2 separate regions of the Mus musculus genome follow, and region 1 is linked to region 2. The links are chromatin contacts, called in public HiChIP or PLAC-seq maps. All regions are on one chromosome and are shown on one strand. The core of a region is the stretch at or near the end of the contact, and the rest is flanking DNA. Distances in the headings are between cores, read along the strand shown. Region 1 holds the start of R3hcc1l (R3H domain and coiled-coil containing 1 like). Region 2 has its middle 16 kb from the start of Gm41849.

Region 1 (5,151 bases), core at 325-2,824, 57 kb before region 2:
TGACAAGATAAAAAAATAAAAAAAAAAAGAAAGAAAGAAAAAGAAAAGCAATCTCTAGAAAAGTATTTACTTAAGAGCATACCCAATAACCACGTCAGAGCAGCACTATGGGAAACCTAGGCAACCCTAAGAGTGAAAAAGAGTAATTTTTTTTTTTTTAAAGAGGAGCTCTTCCTGGCCTGGAATTCACTACCCAGACTAGGCTACCAAAATCTCCGAGACCAGCCAGCCTCCGACTCTGGTACTGGGATTAAAGGCTGCTGTTGCTTGTTATTGTTGTTGTGGTTACTACTAGGGAGAGAATTCAGAGCCTTATGCAATCTTACCAATGAACTACAGACACCTCAACCCTGCGCTAAATAGCTCAGGCAGCTATTATTACATGAGTAAGTAGTGCCTGCAACCCACAAACCCTAGACACTGGTGGTTCAGCACCAAGCTTCGGGAGCTCTAAGTCTTAGGGGATGCTTGTCATGTGTAGTGCTTCCAAGAGCGGAAACCGAGCAACAGGGGCAGCTGGCTGTGTGTCGCATGCTGATGGGCCTCGAAGTTTGACACCGATTCCACAGGTGGTCAAGCCCTAATGTCACCTCTCCGCTTGAAACCTTGCTTTAACACTTGTAGGTTTCATCGCAGTTTCTAAAGACACCATTAACTCCGGTCTTCATAAAGACATGACCGTTGATTTTAAAATCCAACTGACCTGGACCACACAAGAGAGGGTACAGGAACTTTATTTTAAATGTTTTCTAGCACAAACGTCTCACACATAGATCATAACACTGAAAAGCATAGTACAAAAGACCCTGCACCCCCTCTTTTTTTTTCCAGACAGAGAAACCAAGGTGGTGGTAATAGGACTACAAAAGACCACAGGTCCATCAAGTGGCCAACCCATCATCCTCTCAGGATTCAGACTCTATAAACCCCGTACTCTTTCCCTCACAACTCAGATGCGACGAAAAAAAAGTTTGTAAGACAACTTTCGATAAAGTGGGTTGGAAGTTTTCTGAGGACCGCCCGAGAAGAGCAGGAAGAACATCCTACTTTACAAACTGTTCCCGGCCAGCCCATAGCCCGGGGGTCCTAGCAGCGGAGCAGAAGTGCCACTGCCCGGGAATCGCCCGCGGCCCCGGGCTGTCCCGAAGCCACCTCGGTGGTCCACAGCTCCGCAGCCCAGAGGGGTCCTAAGACCCCGCTCGCTACCTGGTGACTGGAGACGATTTCTACCAGAAAGAAGCATTAGGGCAGAGGCCCAAGGCAGGCCTCCGGCCCCTTAGAAAACAGAAGAGACCGGAGGGTGGCCCTCCCGCCCCGGGGCTCCAACAGGTCGAAGGGCGGAAGCTTCCCAATAACCTCCGCCCCAGGCGGGGGCCTGCCCCGCGCGTCACCGGAGGAAAAGAAAACCAGCGTTAACACACAGGAGGAAAGAGGGTCCTCTCCCGAGCCGGAGGAAAGACGCGAGGGCAACCAGCACCAGCTCAGGGAGAGAAAGAATCGGGTTCAAGGGTTCGTGGTTACCGGGACGCTGTCGCTCTCCGCTTCCGCTGCCACCATGAAGCGCCTGCTCTTCCGCTCGCCGCTGGGGTGCGCGCCAGGCCTTGGCTCCGCCCACGCCGCGGGACCTCCTGGGAGTTGTAGTCTTCGCGAGCCCCTGTCGCGTCGCGTGGGGGGCGGGGCCGGCAAATGGAGAGGGCGGGAGGGCGTTGACGCTCCTCTATCTCCTGTATCGTCCATCCTCCATCTCAACCCTCAGCTGTGAAAGCGCTCAAATCTTCTCACGTCCTGCTCAATCATAACCGTGTCTCTTTCCTCGTCCACGGGCGAGTTTCTTCGAGCGTAATCTGCACTTAGCGTCTCTACTTCCTTCCTTGTGTGTGCTGAGTTCTACACTGCAGCTTCTGCCCCCCGCAGAAAATGTCCTTGTTGCAGCCAGTGTCCTTGTCGCCAAACCCACTGCAAGTATTTTCAGGCTGTCTAACTTAAGCATTAGTCATTGAAGCTCTTGGACATTATCATTTATTTTCTATGACACTATCCAGCTTTGCCTTCCTCATTCCATGCCGTTCGACTCGGTCTCTTCCTGTAATTCTCCCCCCCCCCCCCGAACTCACCTCTTGAATATTGTTCTCTGCAATTCTTAGAATAAGGAAGGGGAGCGTCCAGCCCGGCCCCTTTTTTTGCTTTAGCTTATCGTACTCCCAACTTCTAGACGACCCTATCTCATTCCTATCTTGCAGACTTGTCAAAAAATGGCTTGAACGCTTTGGTGGCGCGAATGGTATAGCCCTGTGATTGGCAAACAGGTGAAGTGCCCAGGATTCGATCTCGGAACTATACAAGAAAAAAAGAAATATTTGAAAAGTTCATACTGTGTCTCTCCTCTCTGTTCACTGCCTTCCCATCTATCTCCAATGCCTCTTCATCTACATTTGAATGCTAACCAAACCCTGTAGAGGCTCTCTCTCTAGCATTTGAGTCTGTTCTTTATTTCCACTGCCAGATACTTAATTCCCACTTGCTTAGTTTCTTAGCTGATTACTGTTCTCCTTACTGATCTCAGTACGGCTGTGGGGTCCTTACTGCCAAAGGCCGAGTTGTGTAAATAACAAATTTAATCAAGTCGTGTTTGTGTTAAAACCCTGTAAAGACACCATTCGATTGAGTTTGAGAGAAGGAATGAAGGTGAACACCTTGGAGCTTTTACAAAATAGTAGTTCCCAATCCACTACTCTCCTTCCCATCCCTTACCAGATCTGATTATGGGATAGGTTAGATGTGAGCCTTCCTAAAAAGTTTCCCCCTCGGGTGAGCTGACCACTCAGCAAAATGGTTGTATATTATTGCTTACAATGGGCCAGTGCTGGGGCCGAAAATAATGAGCAGACCAGTGCCTACCCCTGTGGATTTATGGTCCCTTAAGAAGAGACAGATACTAGTCAAATGGTTCCATAGCAAAAAACAAAAGCAGCAACAACAAAAAAAAATCGTCATCAGCTGAGCTAGGAATTGTGGGAGTAAAGTAACCTGTCCTTCTCTCTACTTCCTGCCATAGCCTAAGCTGGGGATCAAAGCATGGTCCTCGGTCTGAGTAGACCAGGGAGAGCCAAACTGTCAAATACTTGGATTGAATCATATGCCAATGCCCAGGTAGGCCTGGTAGGGAAACCAGGAACCGCTAAATGTGGGATGCTGGGAAGCAGAGCTATGTTAACTAGTTTAGCAGAATGGGCCTGAGCCAGCAGACCACAGATCTTGCAAGGCACAAATCAAGTTTGCTTCATTCATCAGGCCTTTGTTGAATATCTGCTGCCCCGTGGTTTGTTTTCCTGGCCACTGGCAAAAGATACTATGTGTGCCATAAAAATCAACAAATGATAAAACATGGTGTTCCCCACCTGCCACCTGCCAGCTCACCTAGCACGCCACGGCATCTGTTGCGGTATCCACCCCTACATCATGTCGTCACAAAACTGCTCTCAAATGAATTTCCTTTATCAACTTGATCTAACAAGTAGCCATATTTAGTGCTGTATATCGGAGACTTAGCAGAGGCACTCACGAAGAGTTAAGAAGCAAGGTCATAACTGTTTTGGCTTTTAACAAATCAGCAGCTATGTTAGAAGGTAAGGAATTCTGTACATTCAAAATAAGTTAGGCTGCTGTACAATAGAATATATTGGAAATGAATGGTGGTGGGCTACTTTAGCCAGGTGGCCCAGGGGAGGCTTCCTTGAAGAGCTGACTGTCCACTTAGCACTGAAGGATGAGCAGGCGCTGGCTAAACGGGAGACGAAAACAGCGTTCCAGCCGAAAGATCAGAATAACCGAAGAGCTAGGCTATTTAAAGGACAAGATGCCTTTTCTTCAGTGGAGGAAATGTGGGCGATCATAAGAACCCTGGATTAAATTATAGCCTCCAAAGGGTTTAAATGGGGCAATAGTACCTGATTCACATTTTAATACAAACACTCCGGCTTTTGTCTGAAGGTCAGGAACAGAGGTAGGAGTCCTTGTTTCCCAAAGTGCAGGCAGTGGGGTGGAGAAAGCCCGGTGAGCTTGACAAGACTTGTAAACACATTAGATATAGCCGAAGATGGTCTGGAGGAAGGATAGAAACACGTAGTAGGCACCTATATCCATCTCCACATCTTATACGGTAGTAGGTGCCTATATCCATCGCCACATCTCCAGCCCCTGAAATTGGGCCTGTCACAGAGCACGCATTCAGTAGCTGTGTTGAATTAATCTGTACATTCTGTATGCTGAACTCCATGCTCCACTCCTGGCAAGTTGCTTAATCCAGGGTCTCTACCAACCCATATTAATAATTGTGCAAAATAGAGGAGCACAGGACCTGCTTCCTTTGGATGGACACAACTCATCACCAGAGGACAGACTGATACAGCGATACTGTAGTATGGCCACATCCTACCCCCAACTTGCTCCGTCAGCGGACACCCTTCAGTAGCGCACAGTCTGTACAGCCATGTATGACTGGGCTAGCTTAGCATCCCTGGGAGGCAGCTTTGTGGCACCAAGCCCAGTATTCATGGGGAGAATTTGAGGTCCAGGGGAAGGAAGCTGCTCGGCTGGGGTCACCGGAGCTGCTGCTGTGACCGAGACTCAAACCTTTGCTGTGGAAATCCCTGTGGGCTCTTTAGCCTTGGAGCCACATTGTCTCTTCCAAATCACTCAGCCCATCGATAAAAAGCTAAATCCAAAATGGTGTCTCCACTTCCTGCAGTTTCTCATCTGTCTGTTACTATTGTTGGAGCCTTCCGCATTTACATAGTATCCAATATGTGTTCTGTGCCTTACAAAATACAATAAAGGAACATGAAACCCGAAGACCTTCCTTTTTTTAAAACGGAGTAAATGGCGAATGGCTGGTTTAAAGGGCCCTTAGCGCGGAATGAAGATGAGCTGTGGCATATTGGTTTAAGATGACACTGTAAGCAATACTAAAAAATAATAAGAGCTCCTATGCAAGGTGCCTTCCCTTCCCATCCCCAGCCAGAAGAAAGAGAGGCTATTGGAACAGCTGGCTTCATAAATGTAAATCAGGGAGAAGGTCACAGAGTGGAGGTTCCAAGGACGTGAGGAAGAAAAAGGATCATCCTGAATGCAGAAAATCCCTCTTTAATGCAT
Region 2 (5,052 bases), core at 15-2,514:
GGAATGAGATAGGGCCGTCGTCCCCTGACATCCAAACTCCGCCTGTGCACTGACTTCCGGCTGGCTTCCGGCTGGCTCCCAGCTGGCTTCCGGCTGGCTTCTAGCTGGCTTCCAGTTTGCCTGGACTCACAGGACAGAGCAGGCAGGCTCCTGAGGCACAGAATAGAATCACATATGGCTCATGCTAGACTCCCATCCCCAAGGCCGTGTTTCCCAAGGCCTGCTCTTAGCCTAGGAGGGAGCTGAGCTGGTGGAACACAGGCCCCTTCTTGGACACCAGTTTCTTCAGGCAGCCCACTGTGATGCCAGCGCTCCTCCGCAGCCTTGCAGAGCTTGGCAGAGGAGCCAAACGGCTCTCATCTTCCCCGTTCCTCTCGTACACTTGGAGGGCAAACCTGCGGTGCTTCTTCCCCGTTAGACTGAGCCTTCTCAGAGGTGTTTCTTCTACCACAATCCGTGCTCCTTTGATCCCATTTTGTCATGTGCTACCTAGACACGTCAAACTAACACGAGGTGGTGGCAATCAGGGAGGGAGAGGGCAAGGGGAAGATAGAGACCAAAGGCAGCTCTGAAGACTCGGACATCCCTGCTCCGTAAACCCACCATCCCTAGGCCTCTGAAAATTCTCTTCTCTGGTTGGTTTTTATAACTTACTAGTGGAGTTCCTCTTAACTAAACAACTGCAAAACCTCCATTTGTCTGTCGAACCTGAGGGGTGAGAGCGCTCATCCACATCTCCTCACGCTGTGGAGCCTTGATGACAGTAGCCAGGGGGGACCAGAGGCCAGATGTGGTGGTGAGGCAGCCAGCCAGCTCGTGGGAGGCTGAGGAACGCATTAAGGCTGGAGGCCATCTGAGGTAAAGGGAGGGAAGATGGAGCTGGGCCAGCTTGTGTCACCCCCTCCCCTCGCCCCCAGCAGGATTTCAGTGGGGGTGGGGGTGGGTAGGGTGAGTGGTGGGGGATGGGCTAGGGGCATCAAAACCCCCTTCACAAGGTTCAGCAAGATACACCCTAGGCTCATTGACTTCAGTTTCCCTATTGGTTTTGGAGCCAAGTAAGTCATTTCCGGATGTTCTGCAAACATCAGCGCCAATCGATAGCATCGGAATCGTTTCTTTGCCCCATTTGTTTTCAACAGCCTGCCACCAGCGGTCCCCCACGCTGGCTTCCTCCAGCGGCAGCTGTGCTCTTGGGGCTCCCTGTGGGTGTGTGGCAGAGATCCCCAGCCGGGCTGCAATCATAAGTCCAGGCCTTTAATCTCTGGCTCAGAGGGATAAGGCTCTGGGTTCGCCTCCCTGAGCAAATTATAGGCTCTTACTGTGCAAGCACCAGCCAGCCTTCTTCTCCCCGGGCCTGTCTGCTCCGGAGAGGAGCATTTCTGGAATAAACAGGACCCTCCCTCCCTTACAGACATTCCCCGAGACTTTGCAAACCTCAGCAGCTGCAGGCAAGCCAGAAACAAGCTTCCTAGGAACGAAAGACACCACAAGAAGTAAAGGACCATGGTGGCAGGGCTCAGGGTGATGTGGCTCTCGGGTGAAGTTCCGTGATGGTCACAGGTCACTAGACCACCAACGCCTGCAGGCAAGCTCCCAGCTACTGAAGTTTACTCAGCAAATCTTTCTGGGCCTCTGTCACGTGGCCAACACAATGCTTCCCGTCCACACTCTTCCCCAAACTGCCCTTAGTCCCCTGGAGACAGTCAGCTGCTACCACTATTTATCCAAACTGTGGTAGCCCTTGAGCCCTGGGAAGCAGCAGAGTGGATGTAGGACATAGGGAGTGACCATTGACTTGACCATCTACTCTGCTTTCTACCTGCGTTCCTCATACAGACCACACTAGACAGTGGGGTTTTACCAGGGTGGGGATTGTTCTACAAGAAGGATATCTCTCTCTCTCTCTCTCTCTCTCTCTCTCTCTCTCTCTCTCTCTCTCTCTATCTCTCTCTCTCTCGCACACACACACACACACACACACACACACACAGGTCAGAAAGAAAGTGATACATACAAATTGAGTCACTAAGTGAGGGATGAGGACAGAGGCAGGTGCTGTCTCACTAGAGGAGAAGCTGCATGTGGGCAGGCTATCTTGTCCACAGCTGTATCTCAACTTCTAGCTCAGTGCTGGGCACTTTGAAGATTTCTAATCAGTACTTAGCAGACAACTGCCTGCTGTAGGTTGACAGAGAGAGAGAGAGATCTTAAAATTCAGATCAGGGGCTATAGTGTATTATTCATTAAAAACAGAAAGTAATGATGAATGTACTTCTATTTATGGCTGAGTAAGAGTGGTCACGGGAGGAGACACAGGAGGGAAAGTCATCAAGATGGCCAGAAGGAGACAGAATGGGGGAGAACAGAGCACCAGTGTGAGGGACAATCGGCTTCCCCTCCAGACTCTCTGACCCCTCCCTGGGCCCCATCTGCTGTCCCCGCTTGGCTCCTTAACACTGCCAAAAATCTCCCCTCAAAACGACACCATTGGTGTTCTTTCCAGCTTTGAGACCCTTCCAATGATGGAGACGCCATCCTGGAAGGTGGATACGGTCAGTGGGAGGAAGGAGGGTGGTGCATCAGCCAGACTCGCTCCCTGGCCCTTCTAGCTTTGGTTCCATCACTACCCATGCAGTCTTGGCCTCGGTTTCCCCATCTGTAAAGCAAGGAGCTCACAGAATGCCCGCCTGGGACAGTCTTACTTTGAGGGATCTGCCTTTCCATGGAAGCCTGCATCAGTCCTTCCTGCGTGGGTATCCTGGCTCTCTAGAAGCTATACCCCCATAAACCAAACAGGAAGCTCAGAAGTCCCACGTGGGCCTTCCCCAGGGGCAGACGGCCTGACTCGTAGAGTGTGGCCCTTCCATCTAATTCTTTACCCTTCACACTGTGACAGGTGGGCACAGGAAAAAGAAAAACCTTAGAAATAGGGCGCAGATGGCTACCGTTTCCTTTCTTTGCTGCTTTACTTATTATTTTCGTCATTCCCCCGAGTTCACCCTGGTAAGCGATGCAGCTCAGCATAGTTTGTGTGAGTGAGGGCTGGTGCCATGCACCGGATGAGAACAAGGACAGACAAGCACCATGCTGACAGAATGCATCAAGTGGCTGGGAGAAGCTGGCCGTGATTGATTATAGCATTGGGAGCCGGCCAGGGCACCTGGGCAAAGGGGTTGGCAAACAGGTTAGTGTCTTGGCACATCTCCTCCTGAGATTTAGGTCGAGTTCTAGGCTGGAGGACAAAATGTCTCCTGTCAACTCCTCTGAAGGAAAGCTGGGGGGGGGGGGGAGTAGGATGTCTGGGTCTGGGAGACATGGATGGAAAGGTCCTAAATCATCAGCTATAGCGGAGTCAAGGGAAGTGCTCCCCAAGACCCCAGGGCTGGGTGTGCTCACCCAGTAACCATGGTTACATACTTGATTGGGCCATGCCGGATGCAGAGACTTCAGAGCAGGGGGCTTGCTCGTCTGACCCACACAACCTCTGTAAGGAGCTTGGTCACGAGTCTCCACTTTATGGATTAAGAAATGGGTCAGACATATCATTCAAAACAGGAATGTAGAAATAGAACCTTGGCTGTGAGGCCTCTGTGCCAGCAAGGCCCTGATATGTCTGTATGCAGAGAGGTGGCAGCAGGGCTAGGACACAGTGCTCTCCTCCTGAAGAGGCAATGTGTCACAGTAGTTAAGCATAGGTGTTTACTGAGCCGGATTCACAGGGGCTGGACCCTGTCACCACCATTGACTTACTGTGTGACCTTAGGCAGGTCGTGAGCACCCCTTCTACATGCCTCAATTCCCTTCTCTCTTAGCAAGGGACCGTTTCATAGCAGGTTGGCTGGGGGGTGGGAGGGAGCAATAAATGCATTTGATGCTGGCAAAACCCATACTGCCTAACCATACAAACATTAGTCCTTTTGCCTTGACTTTGGGTTTTAAACCTCTCTCCTCGTGGATGGACTGTGCTGGACAAAAGAGACCATCTACTCTCCTCAGCATCCGAATTTGGATCTAAATCAGGAATGTCCTACCAAATTTGGATCTAAAACAAGAATGTCCCACAGCAAAGGAAAAGTGAAGAAGCAAGAGGAATGTTTATCCCATTGCCTGGGGCAAAGCTAGGTGCTGAGAAAGAGCCACGGGGCATGGGGTGGGATGGCTTCTCACGTGAGAATTGCAGGTGCTGGACCACACCCAACTTTCCCATCCCCAGGAGTTGGTGAAAGCATTGACTAGAAGTCCCCCAAGGTCCCTCTGCCTCTTCCACAAGATCCCTGTGGTAATCAAACAGTCCCTGACCCTGGACTATTGCCTAGACCTCTCCTTTCTGTTCCCGAAGGCTCGCCTTGATATCCCACTGTGCACTGAATCCCTGCGGAGCACCCTACTGAGCTTCTTTAAGTATCACAGTGGACAGTGTGGGCCCTCGTGCTCAATGAGCTTGTGGACCTGCTTGGGATGATCCTGTACAGGAGATGGAAACCCTTTGCAAATGGGCAAGCAGGTGTAGAAGGCTCACATTCTATGTTCCCAGAAGCAAGCAGGGTCTGGAAGCTCTGACCTTGGATAGACTCCCTGATACTGGAGAAAGATCCAGAGGAAATGGACCCAAACTGAGACATGCCCCAGATGTGCACGGTGCTGACTCTGTTATCTTTCTATACCCAAAGGATCCCAACACCCCAGAAAGAGCACCAACACTGGGGGGTTATTAGTTGAACTATTCGCCTAGGAAAATAGTACTGCCTTACTATTCAAGGGGTCGTGGGTTCCTTTGAAGATGCAATTAAAATTGCAGACCTTATGTTGTGTGTGGAACATGCTTTGCAGAGAGTCATGAAAGACTCACAGACATGTTTCTCAGAGGATTATCCCTGGATCCCTAACTTGGAGCATCTCCTCAGGTGAATTTGAGGTGCTTCCTGACAGGCTCACCTGTATCGTATCCCGTAACTTCACTTCATACTGAACACATAACATCCATAGTCCGTGCTGCACGTACCGTCACACCACGCATGTCACACTGTGCGCCATCCCCAAAGGCTGCCTGAA

Evidence for each region. HiChIP or PLAC-seq counts read pairs in DNA pulled down with a chosen protein or histone mark.
Region 1: an H3K27ac HiChIP or PLAC-seq map of SST interneurons shows a contact between it and region 2, with 5 times the contacts expected there. The contact joins the promoter of R3hcc1l here to the enhancer-like site in region 2. A contact is called at or near these places in 2 of 39 promoter capture datasets (liver and stem cell-derived epiblast-like cells), 2 of 484 Hi-C or Micro-C datasets (cranial neural crest and liver) and 1 of 115 datasets of contacts at active chromatin or transcription factors (SST interneurons).

Annotation. Positions count from the first base shown.
Region 1 is chr19:42,515,228-42,520,378 of GRCm38.p6, reverse strand. R3hcc1l (R3H domain and coiled-coil containing 1 like) reads right to left here and starts at 1,574. Exons shown (of 7, transcript NM_177464.4): 1 at 1,522-1,574.
Region 2 is chr19:42,457,818-42,462,869 of GRCm38.p6, reverse strand. No RefSeq gene overlaps it. Among named protein-coding and RNA genes, the nearest start is that of Gm41849, 16 kb to the right of the region's middle. Within about 2 kb of position 1,264, at least 12 of the 459 cell types and tissues checked have an H3K27ac peak or open chromatin away from gene starts, as enhancers often do. A contact at or near this core is called in SST interneurons and liver, where this site is marked.